Linked DNA regions of Sus scrofa: region 1 is linked to region 2. The links are chromatin contacts, called in public Hi-C maps. All regions are on one chromosome and are shown on one strand. The core of a region is the stretch at or near the end of the contact, and the rest is flanking DNA. Distances in the headings are between cores, read along the strand shown.

Evidence for each region. Hi-C and Micro-C count contacts between places; a contact is called where the count stands out from the background.
Region 1: a contact with region 2 is called in a Hi-C map of embryonic fibroblasts, with 3 times the contacts expected there. A contact is called at or near these places in 15 of 47 Hi-C or Micro-C datasets (brain, embryonic fibroblasts, epiblast stem cells and 8 more).

Annotation. Positions count from the first base shown.
Region 1 is chr5:46,491,127-46,494,862 of Sscrofa11.1, forward strand. It overlaps STK38L (serine/threonine-protein kinase 38-like), which reads right to left. Exons shown (of 15, transcript XM_021092164.1): 14 at 3,052-3,143; 15 at 1-2,950. The coding sequence ends at 2,823. Among named protein-coding and RNA genes, the nearest start is that of ARNTL2, 11 kb to the left of the region's middle.
Region 2 is chr5:46,082,432-46,085,960 of Sscrofa11.1, forward strand. The region is part of intron 4 of PPFIBP1 (liprin-beta-1); the gene reads right to left. Among named protein-coding and RNA genes, the nearest start is that of REP15, 53 kb to the left of the region's middle.

The sequences.
Region 1 (3,736 bases), core at 330-2,829, 410 kb after region 2:
TATTTTCCATTCAACGAATAGCTTATTAAATCAGGTATATATTCCGTTCAGAAAAGGTTGATTTATAAGAAATTCCCTATTTCAGATAGCACTACACTTCAATAACTATAAAGATTTAAAGCCATGTTAATGAGAAAAGCATAAAAGAAAAATAACATAACTTGCTTTAATACAAAGGGTTTTGTTTAATAAAAAAATCAAAGTCTACATTAAATCAGGAAATCAATAAATCTGAATTACACAAGATTTCTATATACTTAGAAAAACCAAAAACACACACAGTTTATAACAAAACTCTTTAATTCAAAATAGAGTCTAATTTAAAGAAAACGTCATTACGCTCGGTTGATTAGATAGGGTTTTGTCATTTAAATTAAATGGTTCACCTGAAATATGGGAAGTATATAATAGAGAAAATTCAATCTCAAGGGTACTTTGCAAATTATCTAGCTAATTTGCATCATGAATCAAATTCTTAGCTTCCAAAGGGCAGACACAGTCTTTAATTGCTTTTAGATAGGCACTTAAGAAATGCTTTTGATGAGGAGGAAACCCCAAAGATTATGAATCACTCTATTAACTCTAGGGAAAAATGAGTCTCTAAACAAAGTAAACTTTCCATAACTGCCCTTCCATTGCCAAGAAATCATAACTATTCCCAAGTTCTCCGTAGTAATAAGGAAGAAGATGGAAACTGAAATGCTCCACTCTTATTCAATTAAAAGGTAAACTTAGGTGATTCAGCTCCTTTACATCAATCTCTCTAACTTGAATTAATGAAAAAGTGTTTACACTAGAATAGTTACCAAATTAGAACCAGAGAATATTATAATTTCCTCTTACCCATTCACTATCACACTAACAAAACAGTCTTTAAAAAAGGGGGTGGGGTGGGGAGGATGAGAAAATCTCATAAAACAGAGCAGAAGTTAAAAAGATTGTTTTAAAATTAGAGGCAGTTATAATCAGAAAAACCAGAATTAGCCAAATTGAGAAACCCTGGAATTTTAATAGTTCTCTCTCCTTACTCAGTCACATGATCCAAACCAAAAAAAAGGAGATGAAGTCTTAAATGAACACATAATAAGTATCAAACAAATACAAGGGAGGGAGGGAGGGAGGCAGAGGAAAAGGAAGGAAAGGGAACGAAGGGGAGAACAGGGCCGGAAGAAAACCCAGGACGACCTTATTGAAACACTGTGGAGCTCTCTAGCAAAAGCAGCAACATCTATAAAACCTTTTGCAGATTTGCATAATGATCCTATGCAATTCTCCATTAAGGACATCCTACAAATAAATTACTTTAGATTCTCATGGCAGATCATTTGTAATGGTTATGCTGTTGTACCTTCGAGTCAACCAATGAGCAGTTAAGACAAACTTAAGACATTCTTTAGATACTCCTTCACTAGTACTGATGAAACCAAAACCTCAGAGAGTTGTTTTAAAATTAAGATGTCAAGCTAGCAAAGACTATTTAACTCTTAGGAAACTACTCAAAGGATTTGATGCGGACATCATCTCCCCCACCCTCGAATCACAGCCTCCCTGGCCTGCTTTTACTTCCTTAATTCCATTTGCATTAACCACAGTGATGCAGCTAAACATGAACAGTGCTGCCCTTGAATGAGCTGACCTCTCTGGAAGATCTGAAGGCAGCATTTCCGCAGGACAGTAAACTTCTCCTCAGCTGTGGACATCCACTCTGTTCAGGATCTTTGGTACATTTGGAGTATAAGAAAATAATGGCACAATAATACAAGAACTATCAAAGGAAACAGTTTCGTCAAAAGAAATAAAAGGTAACCAGCCATGATATGTTACAGCTTTCTAGAAAACCAAAGTACATAGCTCTTTGTTTTCTACAAGTCCATTTACATGATCAGAAGTTTGACATTTAAAAAAATAGTTTAATAAAAATACACTAGGTCTACAAGCAGCCTTCATGGTCATTTCTTAAATTCAACTCACCATAATCAAATGAAAATAATGCCATGTCCTCTGGTTAAAAAAAGAAGTCCTCTTGTCACAAGAAAAGCAATTTACATTTTATATCATACAGTACATCTCCCTATGAGTATACAGACTACGTATATAAAGGTCATCAGTATTTCTGAATGCAAAGTAAAGCATATTAGTGGAGTGCTTGAGTGAAGGTGTCAAACTTCCTCCTTGGTAGAAACTTGTCACTCCCTACTGTGGAGTTGGTGTAATAACACGATGATAAACTCTATATTTAAATAACCAGTGTATTTCCTTTTTAAAATTTCTTAAAACCATTACAGAAATTGTCTTTAAATATATTCTGTAGATGTTCAAACCAATAGGGCAAGTGTTCTAATACCAACTATGGAAGATGGCTTTTATTGATTCTCTAGACCCATAAGACTTGGAGTAAAACAGCAATACTGCAGTGTTACCTACAGATTAGCCTATGTTGCTTGAAATGATATGTGTTTCTCCTGAATTGATTAGAGGTGTTACAGTACAAAGCTACAGCACACACAGGCAGAATGGACCTTAATACGCATGTAGGCAGTGCAGTTAGAAAGGGATGTATGTTTCTTTTTATTCCAGTACCTTCATATAATAAAGTTAACAAAAAATAATAAAATATTAAAAAAAAAAAAAAAAAAAGCCAGCTGGCACTGCCAACCAATTCCTGTAGTAGTCTTAGAAATCCTAATCCTGTAGAATTTCCTCCTGTAGTCAGAAGCACCACCGTCTTCGGGAGTATTTCAGTGTATTGTTTATCTACGCCAAGCAAGCCTGGTGATGCAGCTACCTGAGTTCTCCTGGTTGTGAGCGAATGTGATCTTCATTCATAACTTCCCAGCTTTCATGTAGGTGGGGATAGAGCCACGCTGAGTCAACCCTTCAAACCTTTTATAGGTATAATTGAGAAAAACCCAGTCTTTGGATTTATAGTCCGGTTCCGTGCTGTTTGGCACTAGAAAGATGGAAAAATTAACCAAAAGTAAATGAATTTCACTAGTGAAAGATGCCCTCATAGACTTTTAATAGTGTTAATTGTGTTATAGATTGTCTTACCTGGTTGTAAAATATCAGATTCAGGGAAGTCATCAAAATTTGATGTATCATCAATGCTTTTGATTTCTATAGGGATTGCTGCTGGTCTTTCCCTATAAAAAGATATAAAATAACCATGGTAAATTTTTTTGAACTCAGTTTCCCAAAACATAGTTCTACTTGCAAATTCTGCACACTGTTATGTAGACATTGGAAGAGCCAGGAAAATTTATTATGGATTTGGAAATACCTGTTAGTTAAGTGGATTTTATAATTGAGTATAATTTTTTATTAAAATATTATTTACTTTGAATTTTTATTTCTTTGTACTAAGACTTCTCATGCTATTTTTTCAAGTGGAAAAACAAAAGTTAATGACAGGGAAGGTAGACCAAAAGAGATTTTTATTGAAAAAATTGTATCACTATATAAAGTATCCTAGATAGTGTGGAGACTGGATCCTACCTAATTAATTCAGGAATGGAATTCTCTTAGCAAAGGATCAAAAAATCAAAAGTCATTTGGGAAAATAAGGGGCTCAAAGTATGAAGGGATGACACATTTGTGATGAAATCTGAATCCAGAAACTTCTTAACCATTTAAATATCAAGGGGTCAGCCATATTAGGTTTAAAAAATAAGTCATGAAAATGCCTTTGTATGATGCTAAAAACAGCTAAAAGAAAATATCAATTTTTATTGCTTCT
Region 2 (3,529 bases), core at 255-2,754:
TGGGCCTGTGGTTGGGCAAAAAACTAGTATTTTCCCCTGAATGCCACTAATTCTGGGTGGGAACAGAGGGAATGACCTGGGAGGCCCTTCCATTCCTGCTTTCTCCTCCCAAAGTCCCAAACCCAGGGCTGAAAATGCCTGTCTTTTAGTGGGAGACAACAGGGACAGCTTTTCTTCCCCACCAACCAAAGCTTATAGACCCAGCTCACAATGCCCTCCTCTGGCAGCACTGACTAGCCAGGCTCATCAGCAATTGATCACTTTCCATCCATTCTGAATTCATTAACTTCTTGTGAGTTTGTCTGTTCACCTTCTATTAGGCTCAGCTTCCAGTCAGAGCCTCTCAATGGGTATCATCTTGGAACCTCCCAACATCTGGCCCAATGCTCTATCCTCACTAGTGCTCACTTTCTCCTCCTCCCTCTGCCCTCTTTTTATCAGATTTGGGTATATTTATGGATGGTACAAATGCCAAGGGAAGTGCAGATATTGTTCTTAGCTCTCTTATAGATGCAAGGGATTAAGGTGACACATTGGAAAGGCTCACAGAGCCCAGACAACATCAAAATGTCATTTTGAAATAGAGTGGTATATGTGATATGTTTGTGTGTGTGTGTCTTTTTTAGGGCACCATCCATGGCATACAGAAATTCCCAGGCTAGAGGGTGGATTGGAGCTGCAGCTGCCACCCTACACCACAGCCACAGCATCGTGGGATCTGAGAGGAATTTGCAATCTACACCACAGCCCAGGCAATGCCAGATCCTTAACCCACTGAGAGAGGCCAGGGATCAAACCCATGTCCTCATGGATACTAGGTGGGTTCATTACTGCTGAGCCACAATAGGAACACCCTGTGATGTGTCTCTTGGTATCTCATTTAAATATTTTATAATCATACAATGTGTAATCCCAATAGAATTTGCCAATTCCTCATTCAAATACAACAGAATTATAAAAGCCAGTGGAGTCCAAAAACTGAAAAAGCAGTAACAACCTCAGACTTAGAACCAGAGGAAATATATACTGTACATCCTTACTGCCCAGAACACAGCTGATGCGACAGCTAATTATTTTTCCAGAATTAACTGCCTTTTGAGGGGGGGGCACACCCACAGCACGTGGAAGTTCTTGGGCCAGGGATCAAACCTGTGCCACAGGAACAACCCAAGCCACTACAGTGACAACACCAGATCCTTAATCTACTTCTGCATAAAGAGAACGTCTAGAATTAACTGCTCTTATTAGTCTACCTTTCCAATTAATGCAGTGTCTAGTATAAATTCTAGGAATAACAAAAGTTATTTGGGAAGGAAACAAACATAAAGAGGTTTAACAAAAAAGAAAACTGCAGGATGCTTCTTCTAAAAGCATAGGTGCACTGGATCTACTTCCCATGAGGCCACAAGAGAATCTGAAACTAATTTAGTAAGCATGCACTGTGTATTTAAAGTGGATACATTTTTTTTAACATCAGTTGCTTCATCACATACTTGCACAATTACCACAGCAGACCTATTCATGTTGTAAACTGAAGTGTCCAGAATTAAATTACAAGTATTAGGGGAGTCTGATGCAGTGACCAGGATGACTTCCATCCCTGGAGACTACCAGGAAAATGAAATTTATGTTAACTTCTTGAGGACTGTTTTTTTAGAAAAGAGCCAGGATATGTGATTTGTGTTCTCAGTCTAAGAAAGTGCAGAGACTGTCCCTATACAAATTAAAGTTCCTCATTTTATGAACATTAGCAGGCACCTACTTTTAAAACTATGCAAGCAGGGCTTTATAAATGGACACATTTCATTGGTAGGAATAAAAAAAGCTTTCTGCTCAGTGAGGACAAAAAGCAAAAAATCCTTTCTTCTGACTGAAGGAAATGACAGAACAAAAGCAAAGTTCTAGAAGTGTTTCATGAAGCCAGTGCATATGATATGGAGACAGGTTAGTTCCAAAACCAGTTCAACGAAATTATCCTTTAAAAAAATACTAAAAATTGAGCATAATGAACATACTGAAGTTTCTCAACACTATATTGATATTTACAAGCACTCACAACACTCGAATAGTTTATTTTTATTTATTTAATTTGTGTGTGTGTGTGTGTGTGTGTCTTTTGGGGCTGCACTCTCAGCATATGAAGGTTCCCAGGCTAGGGGTTGAATCAGAGCTTTAGCTGCCAGCCTACACCACAGCCACAGCAACTCAGGATCTGAGCCGTGTCTGCAAGATACACCACAGTTCATGGCAACGCTGGATCCTTAACCCACTGAGTGAGGCCAGGGATCGAACCTGTGTCCTCATGGATGCTAGTTAGATTCGTTTCCACTGAGCCACGATGGGAACTCCTGTTTATTTATTTAATTTTTATGGCTCTACCTGTTGCATATGGAAGTTCTGGGGCCAAAGACTGAATCCAAGCCACAGCTGTGGCAATGCTGGATCCTTTAACCCCCTTCACTGGGTCAGGAATCAAACTCATGCCTTCCGCAGTGACCCAAGCTATTGCACTCAGATTCTTAACCTACTGTACCATAGCAGGAACTCCCCAGAATGGTTTATTTTTAAACACTAAAATCACTATAGGAGCATAAAGCAAAATAGCCACCATTCTTGCTACATACTTTCAAAGCATTGTGTTGACTCATTCAAGTAGGTAAAGATCTATTCACATTTATTTGTTTATTTGTTTATTTGTTTATTTGTTTCTGCTCATTTTGTTACTTTTGCCTTGAAAATATCAGAGGTTAATTCCATTAGGCAAATACCCTACTGCCTCTATCCCTCCTTCATCTCCTGTGCTGTATCTTACAGATTGCCCCAAACCTCCCCCAAACCAGTGTCTTCTCTCACATGCTAATTCTGTTCCTTCTGGATGGACTGTATTCCTGCCCTTTCCTCCTTGTACCTCATTCCTTAAAGTCCATCTCAATTGGAGCTTGACCTGGAAGGTCTTCCTTGAGTGGCCTATTCACTTACATGCCAGTCACAGCATCCAGAGGACCCTTCACTGCAGCAGGCATCACACTGAATGGACCAGCCCAGACTTGGCTACAGACATGTCCTTCTCTTCCAATAGAGGCTGCATTCTTTGTGACTTTGCATTTTTCATAGATTCATTCCTCTTTCCATCTGACACACAATGGGTGCTAAATGGTTGCTGAATGAAGGAACAAGATGGGTGTTCAAGAAACATCAGAGGGGCATTCCCGTCATGGCTTAGTGGTTAACAAACCCAACTAGTATCCATGAGGGCGGGGGGTTTGATCCCTGGCCTCGCTCAGTGGGTTAAGGATTCGGTGTTGCCGTGAGCTGGGGTGTAGGTCACAGATGAGGCTTGGATCCCATGTTGCTGTGGCTCTGGCATAGGCTGGTGGCTACGGCTCCGATTCCACCCCTAGCCTGGGAAACTTCACATGCCGAAGGTGCAGCCCTAAAAAGACAAAAAAAAAAAAAAAAGATAAAGAAGTATCAGAGGGATAAAAGAGGAATGAATGTTGGCTTTTATCCTGGCCTTCTTCTTTCTCAG